Regions from separate parts of the Ovis aries genome. Here region 2 is linked to region 1. The links are chromatin contacts, called in public Hi-C maps. All regions are on one chromosome and are shown on one strand. The core of a region is the stretch at or near the end of the contact, and the rest is flanking DNA. Distances in the headings are between cores, read along the strand shown. Region 1 overlaps ITGB5 (integrin subunit beta 5). Region 2 holds the start of ITGB5 (integrin subunit beta 5).

Evidence for each region. A called contact is a pair of places that touch in the nucleus more often than the background predicts.
Region 2: a Hi-C map of liver shows a contact between it and region 1, with 1.5 times the contacts expected there. The contact joins the promoter of ITGB5 here to the enhancer-like site in region 1. A contact is called at or near these places in 4 of 16 Hi-C or Micro-C datasets (hypothalamus, liver, muscle and 1 more).

What each region holds. Positions count from the first base shown.
Region 1 is chr1:190,114,965-190,119,620 of ARS-UI_Ramb_v3.0, reverse strand. The region is part of intron 5 of ITGB5 (integrin subunit beta 5); the gene reads left to right. Among named protein-coding and RNA genes, the nearest start is that of ITGB5, 49 kb to the left of the region's middle. Within about 2 kb of position 3,065, at least 7 of the 54 cell types and tissues checked have an H3K27ac peak or open chromatin away from gene starts, as enhancers often do. A contact at or near this core is called in hypothalamus and liver, where this site is marked.
Region 2 is chr1:190,164,500-190,168,907 of ARS-UI_Ramb_v3.0, reverse strand. ITGB5 (integrin subunit beta 5) reads left to right here and starts at 2,132. Exons shown (of 15, transcript XM_027956587.3): 1 at 2,132-2,603. The coding sequence starts at 2,534. It overlaps LOC121816566 (a long non-coding RNA gene), which reads right to left and starts at 1,989. Exons shown (of 2, transcript XR_009601396.1): 1 at 1,117-1,989; 2 at 1-998.

The sequences.
Region 1 (4,656 bases), core at 1,816-4,315:
AAGTTTAGGATGCCCATGTCTGCCTGGTTCCCAAGTGTTCCGTGTCATTCACACATACTCCACAGGTCCTCTGAAGCAGAACCAGAAGTACTGTTACTGGACCATACTTTCCAACTTCAGAATGTTTATTGTGTGCCCAGTAAGTGCTCAGTGACAGGTATGGTGAAGAAAATTAAAGAAAGATAAAAAGTCCCCATCCTCCAAGATTTGATCTGAGTTTGCAGATCCACTCAAAGGAAATAGAACAACCTATTTGTAAACATTAAATAGAACTATGTAAAATCATGGGCACTTTACTATCAATGAAATTTGATATTTGACTATTGATAGTTTCTCCTACAAAAATTGAAAATGCATATAGTTCAGCCTCATATACTACAAATGTTGTCTTTAGTTCAGGTTGGACTCACCATAAGAGTCTACATTATACATGTTCTACTGCAAGTTGTTAGGGCTTGGGCTGCAGATGAATGTCTGAATCCTCAGTCATGGTCTGAGATTTCTTTTCCCTGAGGAATGAAATGCAACATTTTCACCTGTAAGTTGAACCACAGACAGATTTTTTTAAAAGATTTTTCATTGCAAAGCATGGATGGAAACAGGAGGAACAAACTACTGATAGCATGTTTACTGTTAAGTGATGGAAATAGGCTTGAATGTCCACATGATTGGGGAAGTGAATCAGGGAGAATCCAGCCTTGTTTTTCCTCATGTGCATCGTTGGAATTGAGGCTCCTTGGTCCCCAAGCTCAGCTCTGCTATGGGTTCTGCGCCTTGGCTGGTCAGGTCTGCCTTCTTCCCATCCTCTTTTCCTCCCTCAAATCTATTCTCTCTCTGCTTGCCTGAAAGGTCAACACACAGAGTGTTTCCATTATGACTTTGAAAATTTGTTGGGCACTTACTTGTCTGCAGGATGCCCCATTAGCTGCTGTGAGAGATACACGGTGATGAAGCCACAGCTCCCACCCCTGGGAGCATCTCTCCAGTTGGACGACAGATGCCTGTATTGACAGTCTAAAATGCTGGCGGAGTGCACAGACTCTGTCGAAGGTCTGGCTTGGGGGACCCAGTGGTTAACTAAGTGTTCTATCCCTTCAAGGGATCACCTTTGTCTCTTTGCATCCCTGTGTTGGCCCTGAGGCTGTGATGCTGATGATGTTATTGATTACCATTGGCTGAGAGCCAGGCTTCTATGCCACGTACTTCATGGGGCTTGTTTTACCTAATCCATTGAAAAGAAAGTGAAAGTGATGTCGCTCAGTTGTGTCTGACTCTTTGCGACCCCATGGACTGCAGCCTATGAGACTCCTCCATCCATGGAATTTTCCAGGCAAGAGAACTGGAGTGGGTTGCCATTTCCTTCTCCAGGGGATCTTCCTGACCCAGGGATTGAACCCGTGTCTCCCGCATTGCAAGCAGATGCTTTTATCACCTGAGCCACCAGGGATGCTATATTATATTGTCCCATTTTGATGATCAAAACAAGCCTGGAAAGGTTGAGTAGCATTAGAAGGTCTTACAACTGGAAATGACAGAGCCAGAGATGGAACTGTACCCACTTTGCCAGCTCCAGAGACAGAATTCTTAACCTTGACCTTAGAGAGCCTGCCACTTTTTGGCCCACACAGGAGCAGAGAGGTGGGAGGGGTGTGCTTCCAAAGAGGGCGGGTCCTGGTCTCAGGAAGCATTTTGGTTTCCCGTGTGACTCAGTTCACCAGCGAAGAGCCAGGACCAAGTCTGTCCCTGGAGAGACAGCTGCACATGCTGCTGTCCTCTGGAGCGCAGAGCTTCCTGTTTACAAGAAACAGTTATAAGGAGGCTCCAGCAGCCTCTGGGTTTGCTAGAGAAACCTCAAGTACCATGCCAAGGTCCGCGCGCTGCCGGAGCCCAGCCCTTGGAGTGATGCGCATCTTTGCCCTTGGCTTCCCCATCTGTGAGATGGGAACTCTGCATCCCCTTTTGCATTTATAATTTCCGGCATCTGGGAACCGTGACTCTGCTGTTTGGCTCTCCCACATAGCACTGTGGAGATACTTTCTCAGATGGTGCATCCTTCCCAGCAGTGAGGGAGTGTGTGGCTGGCGACTCTTGCATGACAGCTGAGGCCCGTGGCTGTGTCAGCACCTGGCTGGAGGACCCAGGTGTTTGAGTGACCTTTGCTTTTACTCAGATAGGCTCATGTTGAGAACAGAGAACCCCATGATTAAAGCTGGTGTTTCTGTCCTTGAAGAAACTGCTAGCTACACGGCATCCTGACCTAAGGCCTCCCCTATATTGAACTGTGTCTATCAGAGAGAGTACTGTGGCCGGGTTCCTAGAGATCGATGTGCCAGACCCTCCCCCACCCTCCCACAGGGCATATCTGAGACTCCCTCTCACGCTTGCCATGCTCTGATGTGGTCTGTGTGTGAGAAGGTCATTGAGATGTGGGCATCAGGACTCAGGCTTCCGTGAGCCTGTCAGAAGACCCAGACACTCAGAGTCCCAGCCCCTCCTTCCTCTGCAGCCAGGCTATATCCCAGGACCTGCATGTGCTTCTGGGGCTGTGTTTAAGACAGACATTGATACTGGAGAACAGAGGGTGAGTGGATGGTGCTAGGGTTGGAAACCACACCCCTGAGGAGTGGTTAAAGGTTAGCTAGGAGGAGAGACACCACCAGAAGAAGCGTGTTTCCTGACCTCAGACGTCACTACGGAGGAGGGCTGTTCAGGGAACATACCTGGGTGGCCACAGAGAAACAGGTTCGTGTTCAAGGCAAGGGAGAATTGTCTAACAAAGACCTCTGTTTGGCATGGAACAGGCTGCCAGATGTGACAGTGGGTCTGTATGGGGACCCCAGGCCCATATGGTTGGGGTGCCAGACAAAAGGTCCCTGTACGGGGCAGAGCATGGTTGAGCCAACCTCTGAGGGTCCTTCCAGTTCCAGGTGCTAGGTATTTCCTCTGAAGTGGCTTTTCTGCCCAGTAACCCAGCGGTGCTTCTGTTCTGGAGTGACCTCTTCTAGCCTGTTTCCTTTGGGCCTCACTGCACCCTTTTAAGCTGCATTTGTATTCAGTCACTGTGACTATGAACTCTGCCTGCACACTCGTTTTGTGTGCCAAGCACAGCTAGCCTGAAGCTAATGCCCGGAAAAGCTTTCCGCTCCCGATGGCTTCCCCATGGAGCCACCTTGCCCAGTGGGCAAAAGTCCAGGTGACGTGGGTAGCTGATCAAGGGGACCCAGGGACAGTCTGGAAGTGGACAGGGAGGATGGAAGCCTGTTGTTGGTCCTTTGAGTGACCCTCCTTTGTCAGACCTCGTAGCCCCTTGCTTGTGACTCGTTCCAGCCCCAGAAACCAAAGCCTCATAGGCCAGAGCTTCATATTATCAGATAGAGAAACTACACCCTTATTCCCTAGCCCTTATGTCTTCCCCAGTCCCACCCTGGAGCCAGATGTTGGAGGTGAACAAGCCTGCAAGTTTGTCTTCACTCTTGGGAGGATCCAGTTTCTATTTATTTTCTCAAAGGCTGAGACCGAGTGTTCCGTTCTCCACTCTGCTTCCCCTTTGTATGAACTGCTGCTCCCTCTTCACCATTTCAAGGTCCCAGGTCCCCCCATTCCAGGCCTGGCTGCCCGGGGCTCCCACTAACCATCCCGCTGCCGCCCACCCTCCCTCCCCGCTCCTGCAGCTTGTACTGGGGGATCCAGTACAATGGGGATTTTTCTGCAATCCCCATTCGTTTTCTCAGATCCCAGTGTATAACAGGTGATTGGGTGCAACATTTTTCAATTAAATTAGCCCCTTAATGCTTCCCATATTTATATGATTAAAAGAAGATGTTTGTTGGATTCCAAAGCATATTAAATAGTTGGTGGAATAGGGAGTGATGTGATTGAAGACTCCCAGACATTGTGAGGGAGGTTTCTTGTTGCACAGCCCTGATCTTGTTCATGTGTCCACTTACGGCTCATTCCTCACTGAGCACAAAGTGTGTGCCAGGCGCAATGCTCTTTGTTGTTTTGGGCCCCATAGCCCTTTGTCTCTTCTCTAAGCTCTAGATTGCTGCTGCTTTTTAAGGACAGAGCAGAGTGTTGGTAATTTCTCCACTGAGCTTCCAACTGGTAAAGTCATCTCCAGCCCCAGCACAGAGTAGACTGTTCAGTACCCAGAAAACCAGAGGGCTTGCCTCCTGCGACCTGGGCAGAGATTCTGGGCTTGGTGACAGGTACCCCCAACTCATGACTCCTATCACGTGTGTCTGGAGTCTGTGGATTGCTGCTTTTCACATAGCATGGTCTCCTGTGCACATGTGTGACTCACGTGGAACAGCTGCAGTAAACGTGAGTCACAGAATACGTCACCCTCGGGGGGCAGGATGCACGCTGGTGGCCGGGAGAGGGGTGGGCCTGGGACCTGGGCTTCTCACACAGCGTGGGCTTAGGAAAAAGAGGGTGACATGCTGCACTGCCCAGAGGCTCTGGCTCAACGCAGGTCATGGGAATGGATTATAAGACAGAATGGACAGTTCGGGACTGGACAGGTGCTGTTGGGGGACCAGGAAGGTAGGATGAAAGAGACACTTCCAAGTTTTCTAGATAAGACATTTGATGGTCCCTTTGTCAGAAATGGGGAAGAAGGTGCCTCAACTCTGGAGAAGTTGAGTTTTAGGTGAT
Region 2 (4,408 bases), core at 883-3,382, 50 kb before region 1:
CCTGATGCCTCAGATGGTAAAGAATCTGCCCAGGTTCAACCCCTGGGTCAGGAAGATTCCCTGGAGAAGGAAATGGCAACCCACTCCAGTATTCTTGCCTGGAAAATCCCATGAACAGAAGAGCCTGGCAGGCTATAGTCCACAGGGGAGCAAAGAGTCAGACACGACTATGACTGAGAGACTAACATGTCGAGCTTTACTTCTCCACTCTAGCTAATAAAAAGAATGAAGGGTGACTGGACAAGAAAAAGCCACACAACAGAAAACAAAAGCTTGGGAGGAATTAGAAGAGGCACCGACCTCCAAACTAGTTCTGAGATAATGGAACATGAAGAATGTTGTCATCACTTGGGATTCAGCGGTTTATGGCAGGTCTGGGCAGGTTGGAAACCACCAGGGTGGGACTGGAGGAGGGCAGATTTGGTTGCAGCTCTTTCCAGGTGCAGTCCAGGTAAACAGGGGTGTGTGTTGGGACTGAACAGTGAAGGGCCATGCTGGGGTGGGGGAGGTGGTGCACATACCAGACACCACAGGCTATAAGCTTAGAGGATGCTTGATAAATGCAAGTTTTTAATTGTACTTATCAAGGCAATACTTACTCAATTTCTGCAACTTTCCTTCCATCTAATCTATCCATCACATCCTTAACAGACAAATCTTTGAAAATCACCACTCGGCACTGACACCTCTCAGTTCAAACTCTTTTACTGGCTGCCCATTAATTATAATCATTGCCTCTCAAGCTTGGATAAGAGTAGCCCCAAGGTCATTCAGCTGAGATAAACCCGGAGAAGCTCCAGCAGCACCAGTTTTACTGGAAAAAGTTTAAGGACAAGCATGACTCTTACATCAGAATAAACACTGGGAACATTTAGAGTACAGTGATATTTACATGCAATTTATGGTTGAAATCCTCTTTCAAGTGGAACTTGGAGCTTGGCTTCTATGCACACTGTACCACAAGAATAAATTGACTTCCTCTGGCATCAGGCCACCACCTTGGTAGAATGTGGGGTGGGAGGGCACAATTAAACTCCAAACTCCCTAATCTGGTTAGTTAGAACTGCTCCCCCTCCCCCTCCCTCCCCAGAGCCATCTGTCCGACTGGTTCCTGACCTGCAAAGGTCATATCACTTTGTTTTTTTTTGCTGCTTCTGCTTCTAGTCAGAGGCACTCTGAACTTTTGGACAAGGCATCCAGCTCTGTCGCTTTTGGCACGTTAACCCTTTGCCTCAGTCTTCTCACCTGGTTAACAGCAGAGTTGTGGGAGAGGATTTCAAGAGTTAACAGGGTATTTACATTTCAGCGTCTGGCTAGCCGTGTGCTCTTTCTGCTCTACGTGTTAGGCTGCTCTACTGCTACCTCCTTGTACGTGAAGACCGCCTCTTCTCTGGCCTACAAACCATTCCGGTCTTAACCCCCTCAACGCGGCACAGCCCAAGCCCACCTGGCCCTTTGCACATGCTGTTAAGAGAAGCTCCCCACCCCATCCCTTACAGTCAATTTTAGAACCAGCTCAGATATTAAGAATAAGGTGAAAGGCTGAGCATCTGTTTTTAATTTGTTTCTCTTTACGGAAACCGCCAGCGTACCGAGATAGGAGAAACGCATAATAGCGACATATTGACCAATCTCAAATCCGCGTTAAGGGGCAAAACTTGAAAGAGAGGAGAGTGTGTTTCAGGTGTGCCTCCACGCCCCACGTTCCCCATGGAGCGACTCTCCTCACGGTAACACGCGCCGGAGGCGGGTAACACGCGCCGGTGCCTTCGCCTCTCGGGTGAGCGCTGCTTTGGGAAGGAAGACCAGACTGCCGCTGCACGGTTCCCCCAGCCCCCTTAAATTCAGCAACCCCAAGTAATCTCTGCTCTCGGATGGAGCGTGACCTGCCGCCTTCCCGAAGGCCCACGCTGCTAGGAAAGCCCGGCAGACCCCACCCCGGGATTTAGACCCCCGCTCCGGCCTCCAGGTGCGCCGGAAGCGACTTCCACCTGGATGCCCTCGGCCTCGCGTTTCGGGCCGGTCCCCGCGAGGGGCGGAGCTCGGCCCGCCCCGCCTCGCCGTCAGCGGACCGTGTGGCAGCCGGGCGGGGGCCGGGAAGGGGAGAGAAGGGGAGGAGTGAGGAGAGGAGGAAAGTGGAGCCCGGCGGGCCGGAGCGAGGAAAGGAAGGGAAGGGGTGGAGGCGACTGGCAAGAGTTTGCCGGCGCGCGGGGGAGCCTCGGCCCGGGACGCGTCGCGGAGCCAGAGTCGCGGCCGCAGCGCGGAGCCTGCTGTCCCGCCTCTGCCCAGACCGCCCGCCGGGGCTGTCCCGAGCGGCGACACCCCGGGCGTCCCAGCCGGCGAGCCGGCGCAGCGGCGGCCCCGGGACTCGGCGGCGAGGGCTGCGGGAGGGATGGTGGCGGCGGGGCGCGGGCCAGAGCAGCCGCCCCCGCCTCCCGTCCGGCCGAGGCCCCCGGCCCTCCGCCCCCGCTCCCCGGCCGCACGCCCCCGCGGAGTCCGCAGCCCGCGCAGCCGCTGAGCCGGGCGCCCCACCATGCCGCGGGCCCCCGCGCTCCTGTTCTCCTGCCTCCTCGGGCTTTGCGCGCTCGTGCCCCGGCTCCCAGGTAAGCCACGCCGCCCGCTGTGCAGAAAGAAACTTCGTGGCGCCCCGAGCCGCCCGCCGGCGTCTTGGAGGGGCAGGGGCCAGGGCAATTGTTTGAAGGTGGGAGGCGTCCTCGGGGACACCCCCGAGGGGGGGCTTTCAGACTGCGTGCGCCACCCCGCGCGCGGCCCGCCGCAGCCCCGCTGGGCTGTCGTCGGCCCCCGGTCCCCTCCCGGGCGAGGAGGAGCCTTCCTGTGTAAACAGCCCTGCCCGTCTGCTGACCTAGCCCGCGAGCGCCCGCGCCCAGTGCGCGGGGAGGGCCGCAGTCAGCCCCGCGTCGGGATCTGGACTCTGCAACTCCCGGCACAAAGCGGCCCTTGTGGCCGGCCCCGGGCGGCCGGGCTGCTGGGAGGCGCCGGGTGATGCAGCCGGTGCCCTGATCGCGGGGAGCGAGGGGTAACTGGAGGCGCGTGACCAGGAGCCAAAGCGTGGGGTTCACGGCTACTCTCGAGGGCTAGACTTTTGCAAGCGTGGATGCCCAGGGTTTCCTGGTGAATCCTAGAGTTTCACCCCGTCTAGGCCAGCCGCCTTTCTTTAAAGATGTAAACATCCCTTCCTCCCCCAAGCACCCGCATACCCGAGGGGAGACCCGCTTCCGAAACCACAGCCCCACCTGGGAACCAAGCCCTACCTGGGATCTCGCGATCTACTTCCTTCTGCCTGGCTTTATGTCGGAGCTTACAAACACCCCGTGCAGCGTACTCCCCCTGATTCTGAAGGATTCTGGAGCAGGGGGTGTGCAGTTGCACTCGCGCGATCCTGCTCTGGGCTGGCGGCTGTGTGAGGACCCTCAGTTACCTGCTTTAAGTTTTCAGAGTTGGGAGACTGCTGAGGAAGGATGCTCTGTTGGCGCTGGGGTTGCCAGGCAGAAGGAGCTACCCCCACCCCGTCCCCTCTAAAAGCAGGAAGCTCCAGACTTTCTCTTTTCCGGTAGGAGATAATTGTGTTGAGGTTCTCCGTTCACTTTCAAGCCCCAAATTCGATGGCTGTTCCGAACCATGTGTCTGGCCTAGAGGGAAAGGAGGACGGTCCCCTGCAGAGTTTCATTTACATGAAGGCAGTGAAGGTTGCTGTCTGAGACAGAGGAGAGGTCTAGACAAACAAAAACTTTTTTAGGCGATATTTCAGACTTATTACTGTAACAGGTTTCTTTCATCAGTCCAGAGCTTGGAGTGAATCACTGTTTTCCAAACACCCATCTGGCAACCAGTGCCCATTGCTCATGGGTCCCAGGGAAGGGCAAAGAGAGGGATATAGCCTGTGTTATACACAGGAATATATTATTGCCAACAGCCCCCTGCTTCACAAGGACTGTCCTTTAATTTGAAATTCTTTTTTATTATTAGGAAGACTTAAAAAAATGATTGGTAGTGATAATAGGGTAGTTTTTTGTTTGGAGCAAATGAAAAAACTGGCAATCCTATATAAATTTTACCTTCTCTTTTTGTTTTCTTTTTAAATTATAATCTGTGAAATACAGAAGTGTAGGAACTGCTGAAGGAGATGATTTCTTAGTTTCCTTACAGGTTGACATCCTGGTTCTGAGACAAACTTAAATACTTCCAGTTGCAAATAGTTCTTTCAATCCGTTATTTTCCATTTGCATTGTGATTTCTGCTTTTCAAATTTCATATTTTTGTTTTTAATGATCTCCGTTTTGGGGGTTAGCCCAGGATAGTGAACTGGTTTGCCCACTGTCCTTGTGCATAGGCCTCATAACTTTTTGGTTTAGGGCCCTTTGTCCTGCATGACACAATTTAGGTAGGG